2 separate regions of the Rattus norvegicus genome follow, and region 1 is linked to region 2. Evidence: chromatin contacts called from public HiChIP or PLAC-seq data. All regions are on one chromosome and are shown on one strand. The core of a region is the stretch at or near the end of the contact, and the rest is flanking DNA. Distances in the headings are between cores, read along the strand shown. Region 1 overlaps LOC102550954 (a long non-coding RNA gene). Region 2 holds the start of Trib2 (tribbles pseudokinase 2).

What was found. HiChIP or PLAC-seq counts read pairs in DNA pulled down with a chosen protein or histone mark.
Region 1: a contact with region 2 is called in an H3K27ac HiChIP or PLAC-seq map of oligodendrocytes, with 20 times the contacts expected there. The contact joins the enhancer-like site here to the promoter of Trib2 in region 2. A contact is called at or near these places in 12 of 12 Hi-C or Micro-C datasets (the A7r5 cell line, the Rat2 cell line, Schwann cells and 7 more) and 1 of 1 datasets of contacts at active chromatin or transcription factors (oligodendrocytes).

Annotation. Positions count from the first base shown.
Region 1 is chr6:45,015,535-45,018,765 of GRCr8, reverse strand. LOC102550954 (a long non-coding RNA gene) reads left to right here. Exons shown (of 6, transcript XR_010052219.1): 1 at 1-1,481. Among named protein-coding and RNA genes, the nearest start is that of Lpin1, 92 kb to the left of the region's middle. Within about 2 kb of position 1,850, at least 37 of the 93 cell types and tissues checked have an H3K27ac peak or open chromatin away from gene starts, as enhancers often do.
Region 2 is chr6:44,297,649-44,301,212 of GRCr8, reverse strand. It overlaps Trib2 (tribbles pseudokinase 2), which reads left to right and starts at 2,119. Exons shown (of 3, transcript NM_001108015.3): 1 at 2,119-3,564. The coding sequence starts at 3,474.

The DNA of each region.
Region 1 (3,231 bases), core at 601-3,100, 720 kb before region 2:
TGACATATGAGACGCTTGCCCAAGCAGCACCCATTCTTGCAGAAGTACAGAGGGAGAAGTGCCAGTCTTGGGCCAGGGTGAAGTGTGTAGTTACTGAAAACCTAATGGTTACTTTCTTTTGTAATTAAAACTTCAAACTGCCTTCTTCAAACTGCCCTCCAGGTAAGGGGAATGGATTCCCCTGTGTCCAAGGGAGATGAACCTTTCACAATCTACGACCTGTAGACAAACCGAACATGGGAAGAATATCATAGTGGGCTGCTTCTTGCTCTATCCTGGTGCCCTGTGGTGGATGGGGGACAGCCTGAAGGTGCTGGGTCTCTGGGGACAGACATTCACATTGCTGCATTGCTGAGAAGATGCCTTGGTCTGGAAGAGCATCCCAACTGGACAGGCTCTGCTAAGAGCGCTGTGTGGTTTCTAGCCTGCAGGAGGTACGGGTGGCAAACATTTTTTGTGCCTTGAATCTGGGTACATGAAGCATCTGCTGCGAGCCAGGTATTTGAGAGGACTCTTGTTTCTAATGCACCCCGGATGTTTGTCCTGACTGAAAGCACAGCAGCTTTGTCTGCACCCCTTCCAAGTGTGCAAAGCCAGGTTCTCCACGATCAGGTGCTCATTCTGCTGTTTCCCATTTTCTGCAGAGTCTCCAGTTTGCCTTGGTCCCCCACTGTTCCTCTTTCATCAGAATGACCAAAGCCTGGTCCTTACCACTGCACACTCTAGTTGCTCTAATTAAACATTCGAGACCCACCAGGGCAACTCCCTTGCAATCCTTGCCATCTTCCAGCTCATTCTGTTCTTGTCTCTTGGTGGGAATGCACAGAGACAATTCAGGGAGGGGAGAGGTCACAGTGACATTAAGTTGAACTGGGATAGATTGGGTTCAGACCTCCTTGAGTACCAGGAACCCTCACCTCAGGAGTCCTTACCTGATTTCTGCACGGTGCCAATAGATGGACTGGATCAATGCTCTCCTAGTGACATGAGTGACCCTCGCTCTGGAACTCATGGGAAATGCTAGTTCTGAGTAGGCACCAGAGCACACAGTAGCTGTGTCTTAGCATGCCTGGGGAAGTGAGAGAGTTCCCAAAGTTCGAGGCCTGGTTAAAATGAATGCAAAGCCTCCTTTGAAAGGGACAGCTTATGCCTATTGCCTTGACTTGTGGGATGGCCAATAGGCAAGGGGGGCGGGGCTTACCCAGAGGAAACAAAACACACAGTCACCCTGGAAGCCGCTTCCAGGCTTCACAGAGTATGGCATTACTTGGATTGTGTTCCACATTATTCCCCCACCCCCAACCTCCAGCAAAAGCTGACAGGAGACCCGTGGGAAGGCCCTGATGTCCCTGAAGAGCTGTTCTTGTCCTGAACAGTCCTTGAAAAGGCTTCCTAAGGCAGCACCTGGAGAGCAGGGCAGACGGCAGCTTTGAGCCCGTCAGAGCAGATACAGTTTCTCCATTCGTTCCTGGCACAATTGGGTAAGTGTGCACTGGCTCAGCAGGCCTCCAGCTGCGCGCTGTGCTCTGCTCTGCTGGACCGGTGCCTGGGGCCCGTGTAGGGTGCTCTGTTCCCGTGGGAAGTATTCCTAGCTCCTGTTGACAGCTTTGTAGCTGGGAAGGTCTGCTTTCTGGGGCTGGCCACTGACTGTGCCAGCCAACAGTTGTCTTAGGCCCTAGCACGCAGCTCCTGGCCTGGCACACGGGTACGGCCACTATCAGTGGGTAGTCACTTGAACTCGGTTGGGTCCTTCTAAACAGTGCTTTGAGGCTCCAGACCCATGCTGCTTGCTCCCTGGGGCTGCTGTGAGAGGCCATCACACAGCCTCCCCTATTTCAGTCCTGTAGGGAGTGACACTGTGTTGAAAGAATGCCACATGTGGCTGGGCTGGCTTCATGTCTTTGGTGTTGTATGGCTGCCATGCTAGGACTCCTAGTAAGATCTGTGTATAACTTCCAGTTGGAGGAACAGACTCCCAGTGAATATCCTCACTGAAGCCATATAAGAAATACACGGAGTTCTACTTCCGATCCTGTTCTCTGCTTCCTGATCTGTCAAGGTGTGAATAATTGTTGTCCTGTGCTTCTGTCACCTCAGAGGAGCCACCGCAGCTGACATGGCTCCTCGGCCATGACTATACTATACTGTACTATACTATACTGTACTATACTATACTGTACTATACTATACTATACCATACTATACTGTACCATACTATACTGTACCATACTATACTGTACCATACTATACTGTACTATACTGTACTGTACTATACTGTACTGTACTCTACTATACTGTACTCTACTATACTGTACTCTACTATACTGTACTCTACTATACTGTACTCTACTATACTGTACTCTACTATACTGTACTCTACTATACTGTACTATACTATACTGTACTATACTATACTGTACTATACTATACTGTACTATACTATACTGTACCATACTATACTATAGAGAGCTAAATAACTGCACACGTGGTGGGCCTTGATTTGTAATTAACTTGTCTTTTTAGTTATCCTAACAGCCACATTTTAAATCACACTGTTCTTATGGATGTGGACACTTAGGCTCCAAGGCAAGTAAGCTTGCCTACTGTTACCGACAAGCCTCAGTCGCACCTCTATGAATGTTTTGTGTGCATGAAGGCCACCGCAGCCTGTCACTCTGTTCCTCTACGCGCTGGTTTTAAGGGCAGCCTGAAAAGAAACTGTTCCTGGTCAAGGGTCACAATGCCTGAATTTTCGTCATCCCTGAATCAACTCCTTCAAACTTCCAATGCCAAAGCCAATGGCTTTCTCTGGGACTGTGGCTTGTCAGTGAGTCATGGGAGGTTGATCAGATGAGGCATTTGGTGAGGATTTGGAATCATAAGATTTGTGGTAGTTCGAGTTTTGTCCCTTTGACAAATACCCAAGAGAAGCAAATTGAGTGGGGTGGGCTGGGCCTCCCTGTGGCTCAGGCTCTCAATGGTTCAGGGCTGTTGGCTCCATTGCTTCTGAGCTTGTGCTGAGTCGGAACAGCCAGGTGGGAGCTACCACTAGAGCCAAGAGGAGGAGACAGGAAAGGACAGGGTCAGGACACGCCCCTAAAAGCTACCCTCTCAGGGATCTACTTCTTCAGGCCGGTCCCTAAAGATCCCATCAATACCCCAAATAACGTCACCAAGAGTCTCTAGGGATATTTCCTGTTCAAACCATGACGCATGCCCACGAAATACTGT
Region 2 (3,564 bases), core at 870-3,369:
GGGGAGGGGGAGATCACATTTTCAGGAAAGTTTCCTAGAGTCCTGGAAAAGTGTATGTTTCCTTGGGCCGTCATATTGTAAAGGCTCCATTCTCTCTCTCTCTCTCTCTCTCTCTCTCTCTCTCTCTCTCTCTCTCTCTCTCGTGTGTGTGTGTGTGTGTGTGTGTGTGTGCGTGCGTTTCTTAGTTTCTTAGCCCTCCGGGGTTAGACTGAGCTCTAGGGTGGAGAAGATCAAATCCTACTCAAACTTAGATCTTCGCCCAGGGATAAGCATGTCATAAGCCAGCAGTCCTCAACCTTCCTAATGCTACTGTCCTCGAATACACTTCCTCATGTTGCAGTGACCCTCAAACATAAAATTACTTCACTACTACTTCATAACTGTAATTTTGCTTCTCTTATGAATATAATGTAAATGTCTGATATGCGACCCCGGTGAAAGGGTTCTTCACCCCAAAGGGATCACAACTCACAGGGTGAGAAACACTATCATACTTCTTCATGAATCTCCCAGAACTGCAATTGCAGTTCTAGGGATCACATGAGGTAAGCAGGGGCCTGTTATTTCACAGATGAGACCTAGGGAGGGGAAAATAAAAACAAAAATCCTACCAACTCAGTTTCCTTCTGAAACTGGATACTGACGCTGGAACACAGGTCTCTCAAGCTTTCTTACAAGAAAGTTTTGTGATAGTTACCCAGTAGAGGCCACAGGGAACATTTCTCCATGGGTCCTCTGTAGAGACTATCTAGCGCCGTTCTTGAACTGGGCAGAGACTACATGATGGCACACTAGTCTGTGGTCATCATGACATCCTCAAACTGTTATCCTACTAAGGGACAGTTTAGAGATCGGAGACTGAGTGTAAGGCAGATGAGTGGGGAGCAGGATGTGAGATCTGTGAGAAGACACGGGCCATCTTAGTTTTTTCTTAAAATCTGTTCTCTAGGGTGGCCAGCTGGACAAGCAAGGTCCATTCACCATTCTGAAACAACCCTCAGGGATCTCCTGATCATTAGAGCAACTATTGTCCCAGTTAACTATAATTATAAATAGTTTTCTATTTTCGTTCAAAAGTGGTAGTGCGGAAAACTGTTGCAGAGTGGCCTCCCTCGTAGAAAGCAGTAGCCTCGCCCCAGACCATAGCTGCTTCTCCTTCTCTTTCTGTTTTCCCTGCTACATTGCTTCTCTGAGGTAAAGGCAAGAGGCTGAAGCTGTGGCCTGAACTTTCCCCAGGTCTGCTCAAACCAATAGTCAGGAACCTTACCAGGAAGCTAAGAATAAGTCCGGGTTAAAGTGCAGCCTTCAGTTGAACTTAGTATTGAATGTGTTCCTGGCCCACATACTGAGATGACTGGACTGGAGAAGCCTGGCTCTTTGCCTGGGAGCCAATATCACTTGCAGAGGTGTGAGTGCAAAGAGGTGTGTGTGCCTGAGCCCCCCAAAAGACCCTGTCCTTAAATCAAAAGACGCTGAAAGTACCCCCAATCCTATAACTGTGAAGTGGGGGAGGGGTGGTGACACTAATTACAAGCCCACAATGGACTTCTGTTGAAGTGAGAAGCAACTGGAGAGAGAGTAAAACTAATTCTAGAGACTGTGGGCTGCAAGAAATTCTTCGTTCTTTAAAAACCGAGGGGAGCCTCTTGCTCAGGTTAACATCGCAGCAGAGGAGGGCCCAATACTCAGAAGTTGCGAGGCTTTCTGCAGAAAATCCCATGGAAGAGGATCTAAGTCCCAAAGTTGACCTGAGCCTGCCGGTGTTGCGTGGCGATGGTGGTAGATACACAGCCCAGCATCCTTAGCTCTGCAGCGCGAGCAGCAGGCCAGGCAAGCCCAGAGCCCATGGACTGCGGAAGGATATAAAAGCACTGTTTACCTCGCGCCTGGCCGAGCCATCCAGGGGCGAGGCCAGGGCTCCCGCGGGGGCGCTGCAGGAGTGGCGGCAGCAGTCCTGGCCGCGGGCAGGCGCTGGGGAGCCGCGCGCGAACTGGCAGCGGCGCGGCTGATTGATGGGCTCCCGGCTCAATGACAGGGGCCGGGGCGTGGGTGGGGCGGGGCCGGCGAAGAGGGCGGGGGCTCAGTGGAAATGTGTCGGTGACTTTGAATGGGGAGACTGAGCGCGAGCGAGCGAGGCGCGCGCGCACACATACGCGCACACACAGCCGGGCTCGCTCCGAGATCCCCGGCCACGTAAGTAACTATTAATACCGCCTCGCCCGGGGATGCGGGCGTGCTGAGCGCCGGGATTGGCCTAGGGCACCGTGGCCATCCCCTTTAATTTTTAAATACACGGTCCTCTCCTACTTCTGGGTGGCAAGAAAGAAAAGAAAAGAAGACAAGCCGTCGATTTTTATTTTTCCTCCAGAACAAGCCCGCCGTGCAATTTGGTCGCAAGGCATCGGGAGACAAGAGTGGTTTGCAAATTGTTCCAAGCCTCAAGACCCAGCTGTGCAGCGGAAAAAGAACGCCGCGGGTTAACAGAGTCCGGGGAGCATCTGCGGCCAGCTCCTGCAGGACCCCCGGAAATCTCCTGCCGCTGGTCCCCCCAGGTCACCGCCCGCACTTCTTGCTTCATCAGAGGAGGATCTGGGACGTGAGCGGCGACAGCAAGAGCTAGTGCTGACCGCGCGGGCTCAGCTTTGGGCTTTGTCGCGGTACCTGTGCCTGCCCTACTCCGCACTCCCTACTCAGCTTTTGCAATCTTTTGTTGCCACTGCTGACCGCCCCAAGTTAAATGCTCCTTTGCTATTTTGCTTTTTTTTCTGTCCCTTTTTTTTTTTTTTTTTTTGAGAGCGAGAGGGAGAGCTCTGCGATTTTTTGGAAAAGCCTCAGACGCCATCTACAGTTAAGACTTAGGTAACTGCCCTCTCTAGCACCCCCTTCCACGCCCCCCACCCTTTCTACCAAAAAGGGGGGGTGCAGCGCGGATTCTGGCTGCCGCGCGGCGTGAGCCGGTAGACCCGTGCTTATTTCCTTTTTCTTTTTGTTTGGTTTCTAACGCGTGGAGGGCGAGCCGGCGCCGCACGCTCCCTGAAGACTGCACAAACTCCAGGCAGGGCTCCTCCGCCCGGTCTGCGGATCCTCAGCTGGGGATCGCTCAGGATCCCGGCGCTGCAGCTCCGCACCCCAGAGGCACGCTCACTCGTCCAGATCCACGCGGCGAACAGAGACCCACTGACTCCAGAGTGCGGTTCTGCACTGCGCTGGCGGCTTCTGGGTAACAAAAGGACCCGAGTTGTCGGCCGAGCGAGCACCCCCGGGAGCGGGGCTCGCAGCCGGGGACCAGCCCTGCGGCGCCCATCTGGGGGCTAGTTCTTAACTCTCCTCTACGGAGCCCCAGACGGGTCCCCTCCCTTCTTGATCCTTTTAAGTCTGTGGCACAGAGGCGCCTGCACCCGCGGCTCATCCATCTCTCCAGTGGGGTTTTTCTTTTTGGTTTGTTTGTTTTGTCGTGTGCGATCCCCACACTCATGAACATACACAGGTCTACCCCTATCACAATAGCGAGATATGGGAGATCGCGGAACAAAACCCAGGATTTCGAAGAGCTGTCGTCTATAA